Linked DNA regions of Mus musculus: region 2 is linked to region 1. Evidence: chromatin contacts called from public Hi-C data. All regions are on one chromosome and are shown on one strand. The core of a region is the stretch at or near the end of the contact, and the rest is flanking DNA. Distances in the headings are between cores, read along the strand shown. Region 1 overlaps Rgs9 (regulator of G-protein signaling 9). Region 2 overlaps Gna13 (guanine nucleotide binding protein, alpha 13).

Region 1 (6,608 bases), core at 3,889-6,388:
TCAATGGGCAGCAAAGGATGCTTGGTGAGGTCTGAATGGAGCAGATGCTAAGGCTTGGGATCTGAAATGTCCCTTGAAGCCACACATCTGAGGGATGGTCAGGGAGGACTGTGGGAGAGAAGACTGTGCATCCCCAAACTGGACCCCACTCTTACAAATCCATTTGGAATCTGAGCAGGGTGACTAGCTATCTACTTTGGTCGGTCTCTGCAGGACTTCAACGGATATCTCCCCATCTCACTTCAAACCTCCTTTGGACATTTTGTGTCCCGTCCCCCCGCCCCCCAGCTGTTGGTTTTTCTCAAACTGGCACACGATGGGTTAAGGAGAATATTGACCAGAAGTCTGAAGTGTGAACCCAAGCCCTGACTTAGAGATGTAGAGTACACTATTGGTGTAGATACATGGCCTTGGATCTTTGTAATATCAGAGTTAATTGTACTCAAGGGCGGGGAGTTGGAGATCATATTACTTATCTTGTTGCCTGACCAAAGCAACTTAAGGGTGGAAGGGTTTACCTGGCTCACAGTTCTAGGGGGATACAGTCCACCATGGGAGCAAGCGGGAGTCACAGCAGCACTGCACAAGGCAGCTGGTCACAGGGCATCCACAGTCAAGAAACAGAGAGCTATGAATGCAGTTGCTGCTCAGCTGACTTTCCTCGGTGTCTTCAATCCTGGAGCCCGGCCTGTGGCCTGGTGCTGTTCACTTTAAGGGTGGGGCCTCCCATCACAACCCAGTCTAGAAATCCCCACATAGACATCCCCAGAGGTCTGTCTGTCTGTCTGTCAAGTGATTCCCGAGTCGTGACTAACAATCACAGCTGTCTTCTAACAGCCGTCTCTCTTTCCAGATCATGTATTACCAACAGGCCTTAATGAGGTCCACAGTGAAGTCTTCGGTGTCTCTTGGAGGGTATGTCCCTGATTTGTCTTGCTAAATCACGAATGATAGGTGTGTAAGAGAATGTCTGCTTTAAGTCAAACATGACAGGCAACGTGAAAACTGACCGTAGGTTCCAATGAACCATATTTTGTCACTGCTGACTTCCAACATTAGGTTACAGGTCAGGGTCTCATAAAAATCTTCAGATAGCCTTTATACCTTCCCAAATTAATAGTTTTTTTAAAAAATGATCCATCTTCCCTAAAAGTAAGCCTATGGCTATGGGCAGAATTCATGGCAAGAACCCGTGGTTCTCCTTGCACACAGATAAGAGCATTGCTTCTGTCTCAGACATCAGGAAATGCATGAACTCAGAAGGCCCCACTTAGCTTGAGGCCAAAGGGTTTCCAGTAGTGCACTGAAGTTCCCAAACATAGGCATTATTGGTTCCAGAGGTGGAATCTAGAAGATCAGTGGTCTTGGTTCATCTGTGACAATTGCAGCTTCTAAAATGGACACCAAGACACAGATTGAGTCAACTTTGGAATGTAAAATCTTCCTATGACATGTGACAAAGCCATGTTTGAACTAGGGACAGAAAATTGACAAGGGGACAGGACTGGAAGAAAAACAGCACTATCACACTAGGACAGATCTCTCTAAATAGCTTCCCATCCCAGGGCTGTCACACATTTTTTTCTGAGAAGACAGTAATAGACATGTAACTAAGCCGATACCAGAAGAGAGGCCAGGCAGGCCAATTATGCCATGGAATTATCCGGGCTCTCTGGGTTGGATTTCTAGGAAGCCCTCTTTCTATCTGCTTTTCAGAATTGTCAAGTACAGCGAGCAGTTCTCGTCCAATGACGCCATCATGTCCGGCTGCCTTCCAAGCAATCCTTGGATAACAGACGACACCCAGTTCTGGGATTTAAATGCCAAATTGTATGTATTTCAAACATTGAAATTTTAACAAATCTGGTTTGTTTGATTTTATTTTGTCGAGTGTATGTGTGTGATGTGTTTGCACGTGTGTATGATTGAGACCAGGTGTGTGGGTCCATGTGTTCATGTGTATGGAGGCCTTAGGCTGGTATCAGATGTCTTCCTTCCACCCATCTACACTTTGTTTATTAAGTGGTGGTCTCTCACTGAGCCCATAGTTCTCCAGTTCTGGCTAGTCTACCTAGCTAGCTTTCCCTGGGGATCCCGTCTCTGCCTCCTGAGGGGGCAGTTTACAGGCGGCTACCACACCTGCTAGGTTTTTACATGAGTTCTGGAGACCCAAAGTGGTTTTCACACTTTTATAGCAAATGCTTTATCCACTGAGCCATCTCCTCAGCCCAAAATGTGCTTTATTTTAGGGTGGTCTGTGGTTCAGTTGGTAGAGTGTCTAGAATTCATGAAGCCTCAGATTTGACCCCCAACACAATATAATGGTGCACCTGTAACCCCAGCACCTGGGAGGCAGGAGGATCAGGCATTCAAGGTTCCTGAGCTACATAGCAGGTTCAAAGCCAACCTGGTATACACCAGGCCCTATATCAAGTTTGAGTTTTTTTTTTTTTGAGTTGTAATTCATATGTCATACAATTTACCCATTTAAAGTGTACAGTTAAAATTTTGTTATATTGACAGGGGAATATAATCTCTACCACAATGTTTTAAAAACAAATCTGCACCCTCTAGTTGTTGGTGCCCCCAAATCTCCACTCCCTGCCCTCCCCCTAGATGGTCAGTGGTCAATCTATTTTCTGATTATCCGTATTCTTCTATTCTAGATGCTTCCTGTAAATGACATCATAGGATGTGTGGTCTTTCATTGGGCATTTTTCACTTCCTGCTAAACTTTCAGAGTTTATTCACACTGTAGCAGGATGTAGCATTTTGTTTCAGTTTTGTATAAACAAACTTCCCTGTGTGAACCCGTCTGTCTAGAGAAGGACATTTGGGCTTTTCCCAAGTGGTAACTATCATGACAAATGCTGTCACAAACATTCGTGCACATTCAGGGTAAAAGGGAAGTCTTGGTGAGTGACAGATGCTGACTGGTAGCTGTGACCACAGCATCCAGGGACCAATATGTCACTGGAATTCTAACCTGGCTTGAAGGTGGCAGCCTGAGCCTTCATAGATTGTTTTATGACGGGGATCTTTACCCCTGAAGAACAGGGATCCACTGGGTTGTGACTCTCCCTCAGCTCTGGGAGGCCACATCTCTGGTGTGAACCCCAGGGGACTTGGAGGCTGTGTCCTCCTAGTAAGTGGCAACTTGGATTGTGTGTCTATGCAGAGGCTAGGGGGCAGAGCAAAACTGGGATCAGGTGGAGACATTGGCCAAGGACCTCATGAAGGTTGGTAGACCTATCACTCCCACTGAGGCTAAGTACAGCCCCTGTCTCCCAGGGAGTGCCACATTTACCAGTCACCATCCTTGCAGGGTGGAGATCCCAACCAAGATGCGAGTGGAGAGATGGGCTTTCAACTTCAGCGAACTGATTCGAGACCCCAAGGGTCGGCAGAGCTTCCAGTACTTTCTCAAGAAGGAATTTAGTGGTGAGTTCTCTTTCCTTCCTTCCTTCCTTCCTTCCTTCCTTCCTTCCTTCCTTCCTTCCTTCCTTCCTTCCTTCCTTCTTTCCTCCCTCTTTCCCTTCCTCCCTCCCTCCTTCCCTCCCTCCATCCCTCCCTACCTCTGTTCTTTCCTACCTTCCTCCTTCCCTCCCTTCCTCCCTCCCTTTCTTTTAATTCCTCTTCTCTCCCTCCCCTTCCCTCCTCTCTGAGACAGGATTACGTGTAGCCCAGGCTACCTCTTGGTTCTTTTGACTCTCCATCCCAAGTGCTGGGAACATGCATGAGACCCTCTACTTGGTGTTAAAGGGTGCTGAAGCTCGAACCCACAGCTTGGTGGGTGCATGGCAAAGACTTCAGGGACTAAGCAGCCCCTCCTTCCAGCACGAGTCTTTTAAAAAAAGTTACTCTCCCTTTCATGGCCAGCCTAGACTTTTAGGAGTTTTGCAGTGGGTGCTTCCATACCTTGTTAAGGTCTAAACAGGATCTCCTGCTTTCCCAGGAGTAAGAGTCTAACCTGGGTCCAGGACCTTCATTTTCCATAGGCTCAGAAAGTCACTGCATTCTGAGGTGTGTGTGTGTGTGTGTGTGTGTGTGTGTGTGTGTGTGTGTGTGTGTGTGTGTATAGCACCAGGGAATGTTAACATCTTTTCTACAATCTCCTTAGCCTCACTCACAATTCCCAGGGAATTCTCCATCCGTTCTTGGTTTCCCTCATTTCATTGCCCAGAGTTCTTCTAACCCATTTCCCTGGCCTCTGGCCCTCTACCCTCACCTAAGTACATCTTCAAAGGCCAGGAAGCTGAACAAGCTAAGCTTCCCAGGCTCTTTGGAAGTCCTATTGCCTTTAGCTTAGATGTTCTGTAGATTCAACCCAACCATGCATATCTTTTAGATTTATTTTATTTTACACACACACACACACACACACACACACACACACACACACACACACACCCACACCCCAATATGTATTTCTGTATACCATATGCATGCAGTGCCCATCCAGGCCGGAAGGGGTGTCATATTCCCCAGAATTGGAGTTACAAAGGGTTGTGAGCGGCCATATGGGTGCTGGGAATTGAACCGATCCTGGAAGAGGAGCCAGTGCTAAACCACAAAACCATCTCCAGCCCTGCACAGATATGTTAAACTCGTGTCCACCCCGGACCCAGATGCCTTTTTAATTGGACTGAGTTGCAGTCGCTGTGGTCTTGAAAGCTTCCTTGGTGATTGAAGTGTAACCTCTTGCCCTGGTTTCTTCCAAGCCTTCAGAGGATGCGGGCTTTAGTGGAGGAGGTCTGTCTCTGGGTGTCTCATCCACTGAGAAACATCCGGGAACACACTGAGGCCGGATTAGAACCAATTACACGTTCAATTTCTTTGCCACCTTTGCCGACAAATTGGCTTTTATGCGATTTATTTTATCTGTTTGTCCATTCCCATCACCGGGGAGCTCCGTGATTGGGTTTGAGACTCCAAGGCTGATTACCCTAAAGCAGTTAGTCTGGGGCCCTGCTTCTGAAGCGAGTCATACTGGACGTGCTTTAGTCTGGATGGCGGCCCGATACAGAGCATTGCATTAGAACATGGCTTGCTGTAAATCATTCTCTCTAAGCAAGCCAAATCGCATAAATGTAATAGCCCTCCGAAAGATGGATGGAACAGGAGCGGGCGCCTCGGCGCCCCGTGACTAAGTGGAAATGGTGCCATCTAGTGGACAGTAAGTAAAGTAGCATGCTGAGCTTCAGCCATGCATCCCTTGATAAAAGCAAGCATCTAGAAAATTTTCCTTGCATCTCTGAAACCGTATTATATAGTCAGTCTCCTGAGGAGCGTCAGAGGGATTCATGTATGAACAGGGAACACAAACCATTGGTTTTCTTATTTAATTAAAAACTTAAAACTTAGGTATGACCCATATGCGATTCATCCCCACCCCCACCCCCACCTTTAAATTGAAGTTTCATATAACCCAGGCTGACCTCAGATTCACTGTGTGGCTGAGGGTGAACCTGACGTCCAAGTCCTCCTGCCTCTGTCTTCCAAGTGTTCTGTTGTTGTTGTTGTTTGGTTTTGAGACAGCAGCTCTCTGGGTAGCCCAGGCTGGCCTCAAACTCGTGATCCTCCTGCCTCAGTCTCTGAAGCAATAGAATTGTGTAGCCCACCACCCTGGGCTCAATCCAGTGGCTTTGATGTCTTGCGTCATCTTATATATTCACCGAACCGTACAACTGCCAACACTAGCTAATTCTGTAACAGCTCAGGGAGGAATGCCTTACCCATGGTAGGTCATTTTCAGTTCTTCCCTCACCATGGCATGCTGCACACTCCTCTCCCTCAGTCTCCGTGGATTTGGGTATTCCACGTGCTTCTTGTGATGGGGACCGTACAGTGTGTGACCTTTTCTTACTTGGTGTTCTACACTCTTCTTTATGGCTGTATCAGGTCCATTGTCTGTGCGTACCACCTGTATTCATCCATCATGGGATTTTTTAGGTTATTTTTTTAAACTTATGTCTGTGGGTGTTTTGCTTGCAGGTATGTTTGTAAGTCTGTGTGCATGTCTGGTACTCACAGAGGCCAGAAGAGGTGAGCTGGTCCTCTAGAACTAGAGTTATAGATGGTTGTGAGCCACCATGTGGGTGTTGGGACTTGAACCTGGGTCCTCTGAAAGAGCAACAAATGCTTGTACCCATGGAACCATCTCTCCAACCCTTGAATTTGGCTTTGGGCTTTATGAATACTGCAGTGAAATCTTATATGTGTTTTAAGGTGTTTATTTAACGTTTTAAAATGAGTGTGTATAAATACTCCTGTGAGTGCATACATGTATATGTAGGTGCTTGAACACATGTCTGCCATTGAGTGTGGAAGCCTGAGAAATTGACCCCAGGAGTCTTCTTTGGTCATTCTCTGTCTTAGTCATTAGTCATGAAGTCAGGGGCTCTCAATTGAACCCAGGTCTCACTGATATGGCTGATATGGCTATCCAGCTGCCTCTACCTCCCCAAAGGGTAGGAGGATTACAGGTAGGCCTCTGTGCCCACCTTAATTGTTTTTTACTTAGTAAAATATATGTAACACAAAAATGTACCATTTTAACCATTTGAGTGCCACTGTTCACTGAGCAATCAATGTGTCTGGGTTTCTAG
Region 2 (7,071 bases), core at 1,582-4,081, 140 kb before region 1:
AGCCACACCCAGTGGCTCACTAGCAATTCTTTCCAGTCTAGGGGATTGGACACCCTCTTGTAGTCTCTGTAGGCACCTGCACTTGTCAGCTCATATCTGCAAGCATAATTAAAAGATTATTTTTATAGTATTTTAATTATATGTGTACAAATGTTTGCCTACATGTATGTTAGTGTGCCACGTGTGTACACTACCCACAGAAGCCAGACACCCTGGAACTGGACTTAAATATGGCTGTCAAGCGACTACGTAAGTGCTGGAGACTGATCACATGGGAACTGGTACATCTGTCTCCCCAATAAAAATAAATCTTAAAAACAAACAAACTTCATACACACACACACACCTTCCGCTACCTTCCCGCCTCTGTCTCTCAGTGCCGGGTGTCAGCAGGCTGACTAAAGGGATTCATCTGAAATCTTATGGGTCCAAGTTAGTCTGTGTTTCATTTATTACAAATTTTAAAATCTCATGAAAACCAAGTGGTGTAGTGACCACAGAAAAAGGCATGTAACACAGAAACAAAACAATCAGACAAAAAAGGGCTACACAGTGAGGTACTGTCTTCTCCACGGAGAAGAAAATGGTGTGTGCGACTGCTGTCAACCCTCAGTCTCTAGTGATACTACAGAGAGCAAGTCTGGACTTTACACATTCAAGACTTGGAAATTAAATTATTTTAAATCCCTTTCCATTTAAACGTATGGATGAATGTCTACTGTTTCAGGTCTTGCCTCCTCCCCCAGTTCAGCCACATCTACTCTAGGACATAAACATTCAGTGTTAATCTTGTGGCAAACATATTTTGGTTAAAATTAAGTCTCCAATCAAAAAGAGTACGCTGGGGCTGGAGAGAGGGGACAATCTGGCTTCATTCTCTCCTCTTGCCTGCTGCCCCACCCCTTTCTGACAGGGTCTTGCTGTGTAGCCTAAGGTGGCCTTGAATTCAAGATAGTCCTATCAACACCTCTAAAGTTCTAGAAATTGTTATCAGCAGCTTTTACATTTTATTGAGGAGAGAAAAACCATAGGGAAAAAACACTTTTTATGATCTCAAAAAGTTTTTAAAACAACCAAAAAAAAATGTGTATAATCTGCACATTACCCATGGACACATGGCAGTGACTCTGTACTGGGGGCCTAGGGTTTCTGATGGTCCCTGCTGATGTGTCCAGTGTCTGGATCTTTCCAAGACCATGTGAGAACGAAGAATGAGCTGCTGAGAGAAGGCTGCCCTAACTACCTTTTCCTAACAAGCTCATACATTTCTCTCTCTTCTCTCTCCTCTCTCTCTCTCTCTCTCTCTCTCTCTCTCTCTCTCTCTCTCCCTGCCCCCCATGCTGACAGGAAGGCAAGCTTCTTTCTCTAACCCGGAGGGAGTGATTTCATCAAGTCTCCAAACTTCCCCAGGTCCCAATGTCCCCAACCGTGAAGGAAGGAAAGGAACTCAGTGCTTCAGCAGCCACCCCCTTTCTGCCTAAGGTGCACTGACTTAAACTTGGAGTTTCTTTTCAGTATAGGTCATGCTATTAATCTGAATTTTGCTTCTGTTTTCTCATTATTCAAGTGATGCACCTTAGTCTCTCTGCAAGTAAAATACAGGATTTTATGGAATACAGAAATACTACAGCCTTGAGACTTGAAATTGGGTTAGCTCTTCCCAGTCTATTTATTCTCTACTACTGAGAGAATTTTAAATCAAGTTTCAGATCAAAATCCATTTCCTAGTTAAACTGAGTTAAATGTTACTTGGGAGGCAGAGGCAGGCGGATTTCTGAATTCAAGGCCAGCCTGGTCTACAAAGTGAGTTCCAGGACAGCCAGGGCTATACAGAGAAACCCTGTCTCGAAAAACCAAAAAAAAAAAAAAAAAAAAAAAAAAAAAAAAAAAGAGTTTAAATGTCATGGTGTTTTATGTCACCTCTGATTCTTTTTTCTCTGGACATTTAGGCTCCATCTAAACAATGGCACTGTGGCATGCAGACTCGGATCTAGCCCCACATAGCCTGTTGGCAAAGTCAATGGCATTCACTGGGCTTCAGTTACACCTGGGAGGCTACAAACCTTACTTCATCAGTTTTATCAACTTGTACCTAAGCTGGAAATAGCGATCTTGTTCCTCATTCCCAAGAATCATTAAAGTATGCTAAAACGTACTTTCTTTGCTTGAAAAGACACACTGGTCCAGGAATCTAAACGCTGAAACTCAAGCTCAGAAGTAAGTTCCATAAAGCAAACAGACAGAGCACGTTCACGGGACACCTACTGCCCAAACGAGAGATGTTAAATCCAAGCACTCTCCTACACACCTGGAGGAGGCAAAGGGCAAGACTTAGTGTGTGTTGTTTCCTGAAGAATAATGAATTTTACCTGGAGAGTCTAAGAATATACAAGAAAAAAACTATTTTTTTTTTTTTTGAGGAAAAAAACATACTAAAACTACTGGCAGTTTTATGCCAATAGGGAAAAGACAACTTTACTTGGTAGACAGGTCATGAAGCAGAGGTTTTAAAGCCTTCGCCAGGGTTCAGTGGTTAAGAGCATTACAAATGCAGGTCCAAGTTCAGATCCCAGAACCCAAGTCAGGTACGTGCCTCACAACTGCCTGCAATTCCTGCTCCAGGGGAATCCAATGCCCTCTTCCAGCCTCTGTGGGAACTGCCATATACGTGACGCAGGCGCACACAATTATTATGTTAGAACGCAATCTGGCGGTATGCAGCAATGCCTTAAAAAGACTGTCAGTGGAGCGACAGCACAGGAGTCTGTACCACTTCAACCACAGAAGTCAATTGCTGTTGAAGAGAAGCACTGGATTCTTTTATTTATCTAGACTGAAGATCAGATGTCTACTACCCACAAATGATAGCAGCCCACAGGCCAAATCCAGCCCACTGCTTGTTTCATGGCTCATTTCTAAGTGATTGGGGAAACACGCAAAGGGTATTTTTTAACATGTGAAATGGTATAAAGTCAAATTTCAGGGTCTAAAAATAAGACCCTCCTGGAGCGCAGGCAGCCCCACTCATTGACTCATCCAGCACCCCTGACTGCCCTGCCCTGCATCCGAGGGAGCAGCGGACGAAGAGCCCACAGGCGAGCTTTCAAAGCCTTGCACCACTGCACAGGGCGCTGGGCTTCACATGGCGCGAGTACCGCCAGCCCATGTTTGCCCTTTGTCTCTCTCACGCACAGGTAAGTTCACACTCGTCACAAAAAGAAACAGAATGGGGGGTTGGAGTGCTATGCTTTTAATATGCACCAAAATACCAGTATTTGTGTTATTGTTGAGTTAGATGGGGAAGCATCATGTTTCCTATGTAATGACACTGTAGCTAACTCAAAGAACACAATGCGGGTCAGCACTTGTAGACCAACCATCGCTACCTATTTCCTTGCGGTTCGCTGTTATCCCAGCAAGGAGTGCTGTCCACTGCTGGAGAGTTAAGTCCTGTTTGACTGCAGCAGCCAAACAAGTTTGTGCAGAGGCGACAGACTGTTAGCTTTTCAGTGAGAACAGATGTTCAGAGCTGAGGACCTCAGAACAACCTAAATACCAGGTGGATTCTCTAGGAGTTCGAGGCCAATCTGGTCTATAGATCGAGTCCCAGGCCAGCCAGGTCTATACATTGGGACCCTGTTTCAAAACAAAGCTATTAACAATAAGACAGATTAGAGATTGCCAGGACTTTCCTCACTCTTGCTGAACTTCCTACCAAGGGTGCTCAGGCAGCTGTTGGCCAGGTTTGGAGTACCTGAAGAGCCAGCCTGGACAGACAGTCTGCACGCATATCTATTTACCCAAGGAGAATCTGGTCAAAGAAACGGAGACAACTCTAACTGAGCACAGCTGCCACTGGACTCTGACAGGGGACAGTAGAGCGGAGCGAGAAGGAAGTGGTGGGACAAGCGCACAAAGCTGTGAGTTGATGTGGCACTCAACTCCTCACTAACAGGTACTTTGTTGGAGACACACAAAGTCTACCAGTGCTAAGAAGGGATTTAAGTTACTCTTGTGACCCGAGTATCACTACGACCAGGAACTTGTCAGAAGTAAGAGGCGCCCACTGCTCATCTGGGAAACGTAGCTCAGTGGATGGAATCATCTGCCTAGCATGCATGAAACCCTGGGTCCTACCCCAGCACCCAAGTGCAGTGGCACACGCCTGAAATCTCAGCACTTGGACAGAGGCAGGAGAATTGGTGGGGGGGAGGGTGGAGTGGGGTTGAGCCCATCCTCTGCTTCACAGCAAGTTTGAGGTCAAAATTGACAAGATGAGACCCACCCAATCTCAACAGAGAAATGACAGAGGTAGACAGGGAGGACTAAAATAATTATTCTGACATGCACCTTGTAAGTTCAGTGTCTTGGGCTGGAGAGATGGCTCAGCCATTACAGGCTACGCTCATGACCAAAGCAACAGTCAGTGGCTCAAGAGTGATGACCGCTTACTAAATTTTCTGAGCGCTGGGATGAAATACTTGGTTCTTCTGCACAAGAACTACCCTTAACCACGGTCACTCAGCACTGGGCTTTGGAGTTAGCTTTGGGAAGAGTAGATTCTATTCTTGAGAAAGTCCAACCTAAAATTATAAGGCAAAGCAGCCTTTTTTGGAGAAGCTTATACTCTGGACAACTCATCTCGACAACGGGCATTAAGACTGAATCTCTAGCAACGCCAAACTGTTTTTATACACTCTCCAGTGGTCAAAGGGGAGTGAAACCCCATCCACACACATTTTCGATGCACATCCATTTCCAAATTCCAACTCCCAATTCAGCATCATTTAGGTCCAAAACCCATTTAACTGCAAATTAAAGCTCCCCAGCCTCCCAGGAGCAGTGATGAGCACACTAAGCGGCACTGGGGAAAGGACCTGAATGCTTCTGAAGACCGACTAGGCCCAATAAGATCGCATGCTCACGGGGCCGCGGCTACCCTCATGTCGCTGCTCTGAAGATGGACAGGGCTTCACACGTGCTGGGTGAGTGGTCCACCACTTTCAAGGATCAGATGTGCAAAACGTGATTACAGATCAGCATTAATGGGTGGACATTTATGACTGGTTTGAAGGTAATAAATAGGAAGCACTGAACCCAAAGAGGCAAAATACCCAATTCTCTGACCAGCAAAACCTCTCTTACAAAAGGCCCTACACAGCTTCCTTACATTCTGTAGGAGCTCGAATTCTCTCTTATAATGTGAATACTTCTGTGATGTTCTTCATTTTATGTCTTGGCGTGAGAAGTCTCTACCGTATTTTCTAGTCCTGTAGGAAATGTGTTCTAGAAATGTAGAGACTTGTATAACTCTGACTGGCCTGACTTACTACTATGTAAATCAGGCTGGGTTCAAACTCACAGAGATTCAGTGGCCTCTGCCTCAGACTTTAGTATATGGTGCCACTTCAAGTACTTTTGTTTTGAGGCGAGTCACGATCCTCCTTACTCAGCCTCCAAAGTATTAGGGACTAGTCACACAGCTCATGCTGCCACACCCAACTTAGATAAATAGTTCTTACTGGTATAGGTCAGAACTGCTTGATGTGCCTATTAAAAGAACAGATTCCCTGGCTTACTACAGACCTGCCATTCGGGACTCTTAGCAAGCGGCAGGAAAATGACTGTGAGGTAGCTATCCTTGGAGTCGCTTCACACTGACGTGCGTTTTAAAATTAACGTCAGCTTTTGTGACTATCGGAAGTTAACTTTTTAGAAGCCTGATAAAGGTTAGCAAGATGGCTCAGGGGTTAAGAGGACCTGCTGCTCTTTAGAGGACCTATGGTTACTTCCCAGCAGCTACATCGGGCAGCTTACGAACACCTGCAACTTCAGTTCCAGAGGACCCAATGCCACTGGCCTCCACAGAACCTGCACAAGTACACACATGCATTCATTTAGTTAAACTTAACTAAATTAAAAAGTATAAAAATAAATCTTTAAAAGCCTGGTAAAAGGAGTTAGCGATTGCTCAGTGGTTAAGGGCACTGACTCTCTTCCAGAAGACCCAGGTTCAATTCCCAGCATCCATGTGGTAGCTCACAACCATCTATAATTCTAGTTCCAAGGGACCTGAAATTCTTTTAGTCTCTGAGGGCACCAGGTATTTATAGGTATCCATTCAGGAAAAATACACATATGCATAAAAATTAAATAATGAAATAATAAATAAAAGCCTGATTTAAAATGCCAAGCTACTAATAAACTAGGCTAGAAATTTATTTTTATTTTATTGTAAGAATAGGTTTTAAGTCACACTGCATATTCTTCATAATTCAATTAAGTCAGACTTGTATGAACACTCACACAAATAAAGACTCCATTTGAGTTTAGGGACAGCCTGGTCTAAAATGATTGAATGAATGAATGAATGAATGAATGAATGAATGAATTGCTAGTGGATAGGGTCAAACACAGGTCTAATATTGAGAAGTTCCTCTGACTAGAAATTGGTAATATACAAATTTTAGAGAAAACTCTGGGAACAATAAAATATCAAGGATCCCATCTACGTATGTTGGTTGGTTAAAATCTACCAGTCAGCTGTGGTGAGCCATGCATCCCTATAATACCAGGACAGTCTGAAGTAGGAGGATCGCGAGTTTAAAGTCAGCTGACAAGCTAGAACTATATATACATATAAAGACCCTGTTGACAAAAAACTAGCAAGCCAGCATTTCGTATTTAAATATTTAGCTAGTCCCAAAAGAGTATACCATCTCCTATGTTCTATGCTATACTATTATACTATACTATAATTATAGTAAACTGTAACATACTTTTATATAGTCTCTTAAAAATGAGCCCTCAAGTCCGGCATGGTGGCGCATGCTTGTGAAACACTTGAGGCTGGGACAGGGAAGATGCCGGGAGCTCTGGGACAGCCTAGAATACACACTGCTGAGAAAAGCTTGCGTTCCAACCAAAGGCCCCTCCCTGTGCATCTTTCTCTCTCCTGGGCCTGGCACGAGTGCCGGACACAACTCCTTTCATTTTTGTCTGAGGACCTCATAAGGAGAGATGAAGAGATTTCCAGTAGAAGAGTCTGCAGAATAGCCAATCCTGTCCGTT

The links. A called contact is a pair of places that touch in the nucleus more often than the background predicts.
Region 2: a Hi-C map of the N1E-115 cell line shows a contact between it and region 1, with 4 times the contacts expected there. The contact joins two enhancer-like sites. A contact is called at or near these places in 3 of 484 Hi-C or Micro-C datasets (the N1E-115 cell line, embryonic fibroblasts and nephron progenitors), 1 of 115 datasets of contacts at active chromatin or transcription factors (bone marrow-derived macrophages) and 1 of 9 other capture datasets (liver).

The regions. Positions count from the first base shown.
Region 1 is chr11:109,243,286-109,249,893 of GRCm38.p6, reverse strand. Rgs9 (regulator of G-protein signaling 9) reads left to right here. Exons shown (of 19, transcript NM_011268.2): 11 at 854-915; 12 at 1,717-1,830; 13 at 3,326-3,441. Among named protein-coding and RNA genes, the nearest start is that of Gm39440, 27 kb to the right of the region's middle. Within about 2 kb of position 5,138, at least 13 of the 459 cell types and tissues checked have an H3K27ac peak or open chromatin away from gene starts, as enhancers often do. A contact at or near this core is called in the N1E-115 cell line, where this site is marked.
Region 2 is chr11:109,381,256-109,388,326 of GRCm38.p6, reverse strand. All of the region lies in intron 2 of Gna13 (guanine nucleotide binding protein, alpha 13), which reads right to left. Among named protein-coding and RNA genes, the nearest start is that of Gm11696, 21 kb to the right of the region's middle. Within about 2 kb of position 2,831, at least 4 of the 459 cell types and tissues checked have an H3K27ac peak or open chromatin away from gene starts, as enhancers often do. A contact at or near this core is called in the N1E-115 cell line, where this site is marked.